2 separate regions of the Sus scrofa genome follow, and region 1 is linked to region 2. A link is a contact called in public HiChIP or PLAC-seq data. All regions are on one chromosome and are shown on one strand. Each heading gives the region's core, a stretch centred on a gene start, on an enhancer-like site or on the middle of the called end of the contact. The rest is flanking DNA. Distances are from core to core; before and after follow the strand shown. Region 1 holds the start of HBP1 (HMG-box transcription factor 1). Region 2 holds the start of ATXN7L1 (ataxin-7-like protein 1).

Region 1 (5,334 bases), core at 2,177-4,676, 1.0 Mb before region 2:
AATCTTGAGAGAAAGAAAGGAAAACTAATAGCTAAGTTTCAGTGAATGAGAAAGAAGGAAATGAGGTTTTACTAAATGTTTACCTACTATGTGCTGAGCATTTCCACATACTTCATCTCAGCTCTGAACAAAGTATGAGAAAAACAGGGCTCTAACAAGTGAATAGGACCATTTTCCCTTCAAAAACAAATCAAAACAACCTGAGAAAAAGGACAAAAGGTAAAGACCAACATAGGTTACACATCTACTTTTAAGAGTCTATTCCTCCCAGAATCCTTATCTTTCCATCCTCATTATGGATATCAAGGGAAGTGATCTACAGCCCTCCTCCAATCCTGAAGGACTTCTCTATCAAGCTCAAATTGTTTGGCGAAGAGGGGATGAAGAGAAAGTAATGTGCAATTACTTTCTACCTCTAACACTGGGAATTAAGTTAGTATTTTAAATGGATTACATAATTCCAAGCTAAAATGAGCCTCCATAAAAAACTGTAGTAAGTGCAACTTTCTATACCAAAAACATTTGGGGGCCTTAATGCAGTTAACTAAAAAACTACAGTTATTTTAGAATTTTTTCTTTCTTTCTTTCCTTCTTTCTCTATTTCTTGGTATTGTTTTATCTTTTTTTTTTTTTCCTTTTTTTCGGCTGCACCCCTGCCATGCAGACATTTCCAGGCCAGGCATCAAACCCAAACAAAAGCAGCAACCTGAGTTCACAGCAGTGACAACAGCAGATCCTTAACCCACTGAGCTACCAGAAACCTCCTAAAACATTTACAATGATTAACTTTAAGATTTCAGTATAAATTATAAGAAGTACCAGAGTAAATGTAGATCAAAATATGAAGGAATATGAGCATTACTGACAAGTCAGGCATAAACAAGAATATACAAGAGTGGAGTTCCCGTCGTGGTGCAGTGGTTAACGAAACCGACTAGGAACCATGAGGTTGTGGGTTCGATCCCTGCCCTTGCTCAGTGGGTTAAGGATCCAGGGTTGCTGTGAGCTGTGGTGAAGGTTGCAGACGCAGCTCGGATCCCGCGTTGCTGTGGCTCTGGCATAGGCCGGTGACTCTAGCTCCTATTCAACTCCTAGCCTGGGAACTTCCATATGCCGCGGGAGCGGCCCAAGAAATGGCAAAAAGACAACAACAACAACAAAAAAAAAAAAAAAAAAAGAAAGAATATACAAGAGTATCACTGTTAATAAAGAATATCATTTTTCCTGAATTTTGTGATATACAATTTGTCAGCTTAAAAAATTTGTTGTGATTTATTTTCTCATACTAGATATATATTCACTATCATACCGAAAATACATGTAAAATACCTGGCATAATCTAATAAACATGCTACAAACTTCTTATGGTAGCTTAAGGAAGAAAAAATTTTAAAGGTACTGATATTTTTATTTGAAACAGAAACACAAGAGACCAGCTTGCAATTCTCCCTCAAGAACCTTCAGTGGCTGGCAGTTTATTCATTCATGAAGCCCAAGCCATTTGCCTTCATCACTGAGTATTTGGATAGTGAGGAAAAAGTCCAAAGAAATTAAAATACAGTGGAGGAGACAACCCTTAAAGCGACAGTACCATGTTTTAAGTCTGAGAGGTAGGCACTGAGAAGCATGGAAATTTGTGGGGAACCCAGGAGAAGGTAACTTTTAAAATAATGTATGTGGTACAAGTATGAGAAGTAAACAAAGGGGAAGAGTTTTAAAGGCTGAAAAAGGTAATTCGGTTTATGAAACGAAATAAAATGGAAACTAGAAAGTGAAATCAAGATTCATTTCATAAATACTGGTGTTTTGCTGAAAACGTGGTAAAACGGCCTCCTCAAAAGTATAAAGTAGCTCTTTTACTTAATACGCTTAACGAGTATATTTCATTCTTTTGAATATAATTCAGATTTCCTTAAAACTTTGCCAACTATTGCCTACTCGGCAAGAACTGAGTGGTTTAATCACGGAAACTGAACAGCTGACCCCAACACTCTCGCTAGCAAGCTAAAGCAGAAAACAACAGCAAAACAGCAACAAAAAGCAAAGACAGAAAGTCCTACGAGTACAATACAAATGTAAATCACTATCAATAGCTAAACAATAAAAGTATTTACAAAGGTTAAGGTCAGTTTAATTCTCAAAAGGTAACTGATGGAATCATTCGCTGCTAATTAGAGGGAAATAAATATAAACCACTTAGTCGGAATTGTTGGTGGAACTCAACACTTCCGAATATAAACACAACTCCCTATCGTCCTCCCTTAGTATCAGTGGCTCCCAGAGCTAAAGGCTCTAGAATACATCCCCGCATTCAGCGCTTCTTTTACAGAAGGTTGTTGCCGAAAACTCCTAAAGAATGAACTCCAGAAGGTGAAGAATGCCCAACGGCGAGTAAAATCCCCTAACAGCAAGTAGCGTTTAAAGAAACCACAAAAACCCGGCCCCGGCTGCCGATTTCGCCTGGATTCTTTTTTGTTTTGTTTTAATCTGCCTGGGGCAGCAGCATAGGTTGGAAGGAGAAGACTGGAATCTCCTGCCAAACCTCGGCTCCGGGTCAAACGGAGGCACAGCCTCCAGGTTCACGCCAAGTCCATCCCCCACCCTCTTTCGCCATTCATCGCGTTCCCTCCCCTCCCCCCATCATGTGACCGCAGCCTGGACTCCAGGCTTGTTTTTCCCCTCGGCTCAGCCCCACCGCGCAGGCGCCACGGAGCCCATTCATTCGAACTGCGTAACAATGAGCTCCGGGGCCCAGCAGCTCCGCGAGCTTCCCAGCTCGTCCCAAAGCCCCTCTCTGCCCGAAAGAGGCGGCGCCTCACTAGAGTCCCCCACCCCCGGCCAGCTGCCCACCCAGGCCAACCTCCGACCCCCCGCCCACACGCGAGAAGTTGAGGTCAAACTTTCTTGGGCAGCCCCGCTGCCGCGTCAGGCCCCTTCCCCCGCCTAGGCCTGCCCCATCTTCCCACCCGGCCCGGCCACCCACCGCGCAACCCGGCCCGGGGCGTCATCCTCGCCAACGCCTCCCAGCCTCAGTCCCGAGACCCCCGCTGGCCGCGAAGCTCAGGTGAGCTCGCGGGAGGCGCCACTCCAGGGGGTTCGCCACGGGCAAGTATCGGTCGGTTAACTGCTCCCACCATGAGGAAGAGGAGCGCGAACCCAAGCCTGCCCGGCGGCCGGATCCCCTCGGGATCCTGCCCCTCCCTTCCCCACCCCCACCCCTTCCCGAACAGAAAGACAACAAACCCGTCGCGGAGTGCAGGCAGCCCTGGCTCGGGCCCCCCTGGCCGCGACAGCACCACAGGCAGCTCCCATACTCCCTCTCCGACTGACGACGGCCTCCCTGGCACGCGTTACCGCTCCCGCCGCCGCTCTTAGTTCTCAACCGAAACTTTCCTACTTACCAAACCCGTCGCCATTACCAAGTCTTTCAAGCTTCGTCTTCCCCCTCCCCTCAACCCCCCGGGGGTTGGGCCTCCGAGCAGCTCCTTCGCCCTATTATTGGTCTGAGGAACTGCCATTCGACCATTTCCCTTTCCCATTGGGTGATACCGTGGTCCTTCTCGCGGGGCGGGCTTGTATTGACTTTTGTGTTGTGTTCACTGGAGAAGATGGTGTGTCAATCACTACGATGAGCGCTTCGGATTGGATTGCTGCCGAGACTCCCGGGACGCGAGCCAAACTTTGCACCCGAAAAGGATTGTGGGTTCGTAGTCTCATCCTAGTTTCATGCCTCTCGGAACCTGCAGGTCGGAGGAACGTTGGACTACAGTTCCCAAGACCGCCTGCAGAGTGCGGTCTTGATAGTAAACAAGAGTCATAGGGACACGTGTATCAGCTCGTTTGTTTTGCTGTCTGGGACAAAAGGGAGGGGGCGGAGGAAGGGAGTGTTTCAAAGCTTTGGCCTCTTCCCTTCCTTTGGGCCTTTCCTAGCACTCAAAGCAGCTTCACGTCTCTCGCAGCACCCATTCCGGGCCATAAACAGCCAGAGTCGCTCGCGGCTCAAAGTTTGGCAGGAGGCCAAGGTATTGTTTTAGAGAGAAGGGAAGGAGATGACTGCACAAGCGGAAGCAGTGCAGCATAGCGAGGGACCCAGTCACCCACAAATCACGGCCCCAGGCTTGATGAGGATAATAAAGACGGTGCTGAGCTCCAGTCGGAGGACAGCCTTCCTTTACAACGCGCCTAGCCTCACCACTCTCGGGACAGCAGCTTGAGGCTTCTCTGCCAACTCTGTTCAGTTCTCTCAAGATTTGTTGAATGCCGGCTACGTGCCAGGCACTGAGAGGCTTGGAGATGAACAGAAAGAGAGAAGCTCAGAGTCTGGAGAATTTACAGAGGTCTAAGGGGCCGGAAGTGGGGGCGATTTGCTGTTGACTTTGGTATTGAGCGAAATCAAAGCGGTGTTTTGCGTATTGAACCGCTTGAGGGTGGTTTAAGGTAATATAGAGGGGGCTATAATGTATGACAAAGTGATTTATTTTGTAAATCATTTTCTAAGTTTCTGCGGTGAGTTTTTGTTAACCATTTTTCCTCTCCAGAGGGCTTCCCATTGATGAAAGATGAATGACTTCCCACTTCGTGTCCATCAGAGTTCCTCCTTAAGTTACTAATGCTCTGACTCAGCCGAGGAGGAGGATGACTTCTCTGGCTTTATAGTTACCTTCACTTTAAACAAGGCGGTCCACCACAGTCCCTAGTCTGTAATTGATGTTATTACCATTCCCATTACAAAAACATTATTAAGCTTTTTTCCTTTGAACCTTTAGTGTTTAATCATTTCAGCTACGCTTTAGGCTTTATATCTTTAGATGACTATATGCATGCTTAAAATTGAGGAAAAATTACATTCGTGAGAAACCTATATTTGAAAAGGAGCCTTAAATCCTAGCTGATTATTCCTTTACACCCCCTACATTCCTTGAATTTTTAAATCTACCCGAAAGCCACAGAACAAATCAAGAATTACAGAACAACTCTCCTATACTGAAACAAATTTTAAATTGTTTTAGGGATTCCCTGTTTGAATTCCTCAAATGAAATTATAGAATAGTCCTCCCCACCCTGTGAGCTGAGATTTACTTTCTGTATTCACAAATAGTAATCAAACATTTTTTTTTGTTTCTTAATTTAGAGAATCAATAAAATGCCTAAATTTGTCCCTGAGTTAAAAGGACAAGATTTGTATTTATCATCTTCCAGAGATTAATAGAGTGATCCCAAATAGCCCTGCTATTTTGTGTATTTTTATTTTCTTCCTTCCCTTTGTATTTTAAACAGTGGGAGGATCACTGGAACTCAGAATTGTAAAGTTTGAAAATATGAACTCCGGTGTTT
Region 2 (5,727 bases), core at 650-3,149:
TAGTGCCCAGCTGATGAGGAAGGCGCTGTGGGGAGTGTCAGCATCACGGGGCTGGGATTAGCCTGCCCCTCCTCCCCAGAAGCCCTGCCTGTTTTCCTCCCATAGCAGAACCTGCATAATTGCTTTCTTCCTAATTTCTCAGGACAGTGAATCAGTCTACCTTCCTGTTTACCTAGAAGAAGAGCTTATTTAGATAAAAGCCTCCAGGGAAAGTCAAAGAAAATCACTTAAAACAAGAGACTTTAAATGAAACTTGCATGTGCTGTGCAGAGTAATTCGCAGTTGGCACGGGGGTGCTTCGAGGCTGGGAGTAGCCTTCCAGTGGGGTGAGCAAACAAGCCACAGATGGTTCTGGAAAGAAGCCCTGCTCATCCCAGGACACTAGATTTCAAGTAGGAACAGCCAGCCCTGGAGGCAGGGGGAGGGGCCGGGGACAAGGGTGAATGAGTCTCTCTCCCTTTGCTTCAGACTCAGCTCTCACATACCTCAGAGAGTCCTAGATTAAGTTGCCCAGGGAGACCTTGTCACCCATGTCACAAGCCCAGGGAGACCTTGACCCAGGCCACTCCATCAGGAGGCCCCTCATCCACTGGAGGTGTCAGACTGCTGTAACTAAACAGGACCCTATGGGGCCCTCCCAGGACCACCCCCCTCCCAATGCCCTCTGCCTGCCTCTTGTTTGTATAAAAGCCATAGTGTCCCAGGTCTCCCTTGAGTCATAAAAGCCTGGCTCAAGAATTAATTTGAGGGTGGGGTGGGCACACCTGCAGCATATGGAAGTTCCTGGGCCAGGGATAGAATCTGAGTTGCAGCTGTGGCAATGCTGGATCCTTAACTCACTGCACCAGGCCAGGGATCAAATCCACACCTCTGCAGCTACCTGCGTCTGAGCCACTGCAGAGACAATGCCAGATCCTTAGCCCACTGTGCCCCAGCAGGAACTCTATGAGAATTAACAATTGGAAGGATGTGAACATATCTGACAAAAGTAGCAGTTGGGCCAGGAGAAGTGGTAACAATTTAAATAGCAAATCAGCCATATGGCAGTCACAGAATCTTTAGTTCCTCCCCCAAGTACCTAGATAACAGTATCTGGTGCACATTTCCTGAGCTATGCTAAAACCCCCACCAAATGGAAGAAGTTAATTATGTGATGACCATGAGCACATAGTCCCCAGTCTGGCTGGAGCCTAAGGATTGGTAATGTTAACCCCTGTGACACCATCCTGTTCACTCACCATCAACCAATCAGAGAATCTCGTGCACAAGCTGACCACATACCCTGCAACCCCTCAACTTGCCTTTCAAAATGCTTCCCTGAACTCTTCCAGGAGTTTGGGGGTTTTGAGCATTAGATGCCCTGGACCCTTGCCTGGTGCCTCACAATGGAAAGCCGGTACTTTCCTCTACCACGACCCCCTGTCAATAGAATGGCTTTACTGCCTGGAGGCAGTTGGACCCCAGTTTGCTTCTGTAACACTTCTTGCTTTTAGAACAAAGGGCAGGGGTCAAGACTGCAAAGAGGGAGCCCCGTGAGGACAAGGGCTACAGGAGAGTGGATTCCACAAGTTTCTGGATGGGAAGGTCCCAGATGGCCAGACCCAGAGAAAATGGGGGCTCCCAGGAGGCGTCCCCTCCAGTCCAGCCAAGTGGTGGCCACCCAGGAGCAAGCTCAGGCTCTGGCAGCCCTGGGCGGTTTTTCTCTTTTACAAAAACGAAAGGGAGAGAAATGGCTCTGAATGCTGGCCTGGCTCCCAGAACCCAGGCCGCGGGGGGGAAAAATGGAAACAGCTGCTCACCAGAGGGCTCGGGCTCTGCTGGAGCAGATCTGCGCAGACTCGGGTGGGAGGCGGAGCCTCAGGCGCTGGGTCTTTCAGTGGCGACAACCACGCCCACTTCAGCCCTTCAGGCCTCAGCTCGCACGTGGTGAGTGTAGCAAGATCCCTGGGCTAGCAGTTCAAGGGCTGGCTCAACTAACTAGTTTGCTCATCAGAGCATGAGTTAGTGACTCACGGTCCCCAGGGCCCACTTGGACCCTCCGAGCCTCAGAGAGCTTTGGCTGGGATGACTCAGACCGCTCTCTCGCCCTGGTCCTCGCCGTCTCCATTGCCAAGAGCACGGAGAAACACCCCCTGCAGGGCGCCACCCGCCCCCACCTAGATTTGCCTGCCGCCCGGGAGGCCTCGCCTTGCCTCCTGCAGGTTTCAGGTCCTCAGCGGTTCCTGGACGAACAGGTACTTAAGCAGTATTTATCGCTTGGTTAATAAAGAGCCCTGGTCAGAGCTGGCTTTGGGGCCCACGAATCCGGGTTCCTCTTGGAGCTGCGTGTCCCCGCCTCTTCAGGGCTCAGCTTTCTCGGGTGTAAAATGTGGCTAATACTTCACAGAGCGGATGGATGGGTGCGTTAAACCGAGGAACATATGGCAAGCGGGAGGGGGCCGATAAATGAGAGTTTTCTTTTCCTGAGCGACTAGGAATCCTTGATCACTTCCCTCCAGAAGGAGGGCAGGAAGCCAGCTGAGCCTGTCGGGGCAGGGGCCTTCTTGGTTTTTAGGGTTACATCTGTCACCATGATGAGAGCGGATGGCACATCTGCAGGGCTCACGCTTAGCTGGGGGTAAGGCCTTCTCCTGCGGCTGTTGCCCCAGAAGGGGGGCGACAAGGTGAGCCCCGCCCTCCAGAAGCATCTGTTCTCTCAGCCATTCACCCCGCTCCTCCTCCACTCCCCCAGCTTCTCACCTGTTGGCCCTTTGGAGGAAGGGGAGGGCTAGGCCTTGCAGAATAATGCTTCTGGAACAGTGGAGGGTTTTCAGAGCCTGTTGAGGGGAGCAGGAATTTTAACCCCTGATTGACCTAAATATACACAAGCCTCAGGGCAATTCCTTCTAGTGGGACTCCACATTTCAGTCACAGCAAGGCTGAGGGAGGTGCATATCACTTTAGAGTTTACCCAGCACACTCAGGTACATGATTTCTTGTGATGCTCACCACAAATCCAGAAAGCAGACAGGCAGGGAGTCCTGTGCTTCTTTTTACAGACAAAAGCATTGAGTCCCAGAGAGGTTGAACAGTTTTCCCAAGGTCACACAGCTTATTACTGGAAAGACTGGAACTCATTCCCTCTAGACTTGGTGCTCTCCAGGCCAGGCTGGAGGGAGCCGTTGTTCAGCCTCATGCATTGAGTTTGGAAAGATATTTTACACACACACACACACACACACACACACACACCATGGGCTAAAAGGCACCACCATGCAGGGCCTTCTGCACAGAAGGGGAGCACTGGTCGTTTCAGCCCCACCTGAAAATTCCTTTCATCATCAGAGGCTATGCGCCCCCTCCCAGCTGCCGTGTGGTCCAGGGGTGACCTCCTCACTGTGGTGCCACCCGGAGGCTGCTGTGTGAGCACTGAGGAGGGTCAGGCAGAGCTGGGGACATAAGAACAAAGGACACTGGAGTCCCACAGCTTAGAGTCAAATCTTGACTCCTTTTCTTAGCAGTTGGGTGATCTTGGGAAGCCCCTGAACCTCCCCGTGTGTCAGATCTACAAACATGACGATAATAGTACCTACCAATGGGTTGTTACGTGATTTAAATGAGGCAATGCATGTACATCACTGGGCGTGATGTCTGTTTACAGTGGTTGCTCAAACCATCGTGGTGGTCGCTCAGTGGCTGGTGAAGTTGACTCTTCTCACAGTTGTGGCGCTGGGCACGTAGACATCCTTCTCAGGGCTGCTCACCACGCTTCACATGTCTTAAGTTTCACTTGCTTTTTTTCCCCTTTTTTGGCAGCCCCATAGCCTATGAAGTTCCTGGGCAAGGGATCAGATCTGAGCTGCACTTGCAACACATGGGTGCAACTGTGGCAACGCCAGATCCTTAACCCTCTGTGCTGGGCTGGGGACCAACCCTGCAACCCAGAGCTCCAGAGACGCCTCTGATCCTGTTGTGCCAACAGTGAGAACTCCCAGTTTTATTTTATGTCCTATCTCCCCGGCTGGAATATCGTTTCCATGAGGACAGGGCTTTGTGACAGCTTTGTTCAGTGATGTATCCTCGGTGCCTAGAAGACTGTGTGCTGCCTAATGGAAGCTTGGCTTGTTGCATGAAAGCCAAAAAAAGAAAAGGAGAGGGACTGGGAAAGAAAGATGTAAATCTCGGAGTTCCTGTTGTGGCACAGTGGAAGTGACTCCAACTAGGAACCATGAGGTTGCAGGTTCAATCCCTGGCCTTGCTCAGTGGGTTAAGGATCCGGCATTGCCGTGAGCTGTGATGTAGGCTGGCAGATGTAGCTCTGATTAGACCCCTAGCCTGGGAACCTCCGTATGCTGCGGTGAAAGGACAAAAAAAAAAACAAAAAGGACAAAAGGACAAAAAAAACAAAAAACAAAAAAAAGCAAAACAAAAAGAAAGACCTAAATCTCCTTGGGTATTTAGTGTTTAGTTGAGAAGGGCTGTCCACGGGAGTGGAGAGCAAAGATCTACCTGCTTGCTGTGTTTATGAAGGATGACAACCATGGTGGCCTGGGCTGGCTTGGAAGACACACAGGCTGGGCCCAGAGAGAGAGGTGAGCTGGGATCCAGAATTCTGAGAGCAGAGCCCTGAGGAAAGGTGCCCCCAGCCATGGCAGTCCCTCAGTCACCCCTGACTAAAGGGCTCCCCATTCCTAAAAGCAGCCAGTTTGGAAGTGGCACCCAGCCCCCACTGCCCAGTGTTCATTTGTTGGCCATGTAATTATACAAAAGTTCACCACAGGCTAAGCTGTGTCTGGTCCTCACTCCACGCTTGGAATCGTTTCAGGGTATTCTTTTCGTTGCCTGCTTCGTTCTTGAAGGCTGAGCAGGAAAGGTTTTGTGGTCAAGCCAAGGCCCAAAGGAAAAGTGCAGATGAGATTCTGGAGTGGGCAGACCAAAGGAGCAGCGGGGAGGGGTGGGCCCTCCTCAAAGCCAGCCCAAGTCTGCACATCCTCCTTGTCACACAGGGCTTCTGCTGGTGCTGGAGGCTCAGCACTGCTGCCCAGGAGGGAAGACAGGAGGGTGACAGTCAGCTGAGGTGTTCCTGAACCAAACTTGGGTCTTCCCACCTGTGGGCATAAAGCCAATTTACTGACACGGGGTTGTGGTGAAAGAAACCACAGCATTTCTTGCTGGGCGCCAAGCAAGGGCTTCAGGACAACTCGTGTTTGAAAGACTCACATTCCCCCTGTGGCTTTCAGGGAAAGGTTTTTATTTTTAGTTTTTAATTTTTATTTTATTTTTATCATTATAGCTGATTTACAGTGTTCTGTCAATCTTCTGCTCTACAGCATAGTGACCCAGTTACACATACATGTACACATTCTATTTTCTCACATTATCATGTTCCATCATAAGTGACCAGACATAGTTCCCAGTGCTACGCAGCAGGATCTCATTGCTCATCCATTTCAAAGGCAATACTCTGCATCTGTTAACCCCAAGTTCCCAGTCCATCCCACTCCCTTCCCCTCCCCCTTGGCAACCACAAGTCTATTCTCCAGGTCCATGATTTTCTTTTCTGTGGAAAGGTTCATTTGGGCCATATATTAGATTCCAGACATAAGTGACATCATGTGGTATTTGTCTTTCTCTTTCTGACTTACTTCACTCAGGATGAGAGTCTTTAGTTCCATCCATGTTGCTGCAAATAGCATTATTTTATTCTTTTTTATGGCTGAGTAGTATTCCATTGTATATATATACCAC

Evidence for each region. HiChIP or PLAC-seq counts read pairs in DNA pulled down with a chosen protein or histone mark.
Region 1: an H3K27ac HiChIP or PLAC-seq map of alveolar macrophages shows a contact between it and region 2. The contact joins the promoter of HBP1 here to the promoter of ATXN7L1 in region 2. A contact is called at or near these places in 3 of 47 Hi-C or Micro-C datasets (embryonic fibroblasts, mesenteric adipose tissue and omental adipose tissue) and 2 of 2 datasets of contacts at active chromatin or transcription factors (alveolar macrophages and skeletal muscle).

The regions. Positions count from the first base shown.
Region 1 is chr9:106,964,152-106,969,485 of Sscrofa11.1, reverse strand. HBP1 (HMG-box transcription factor 1) reads right to left here and starts at 3,426. Exons shown (of 11, transcript NM_001244264.1): 1 at 3,402-3,426. The coding sequence starts at 3,416. LOC110262252 (a long non-coding RNA gene) reads left to right here and starts at 3,684. Exons shown (of 2, transcript XR_002347084.1): 1 at 3,684-4,022.
Region 2 is chr9:105,921,807-105,927,533 of Sscrofa11.1, reverse strand. It overlaps ATXN7L1 (ataxin-7-like protein 1), which reads left to right and starts at 1,899. Exons shown (of 18, transcript XM_005667724.3): 1 at 1,899-2,234.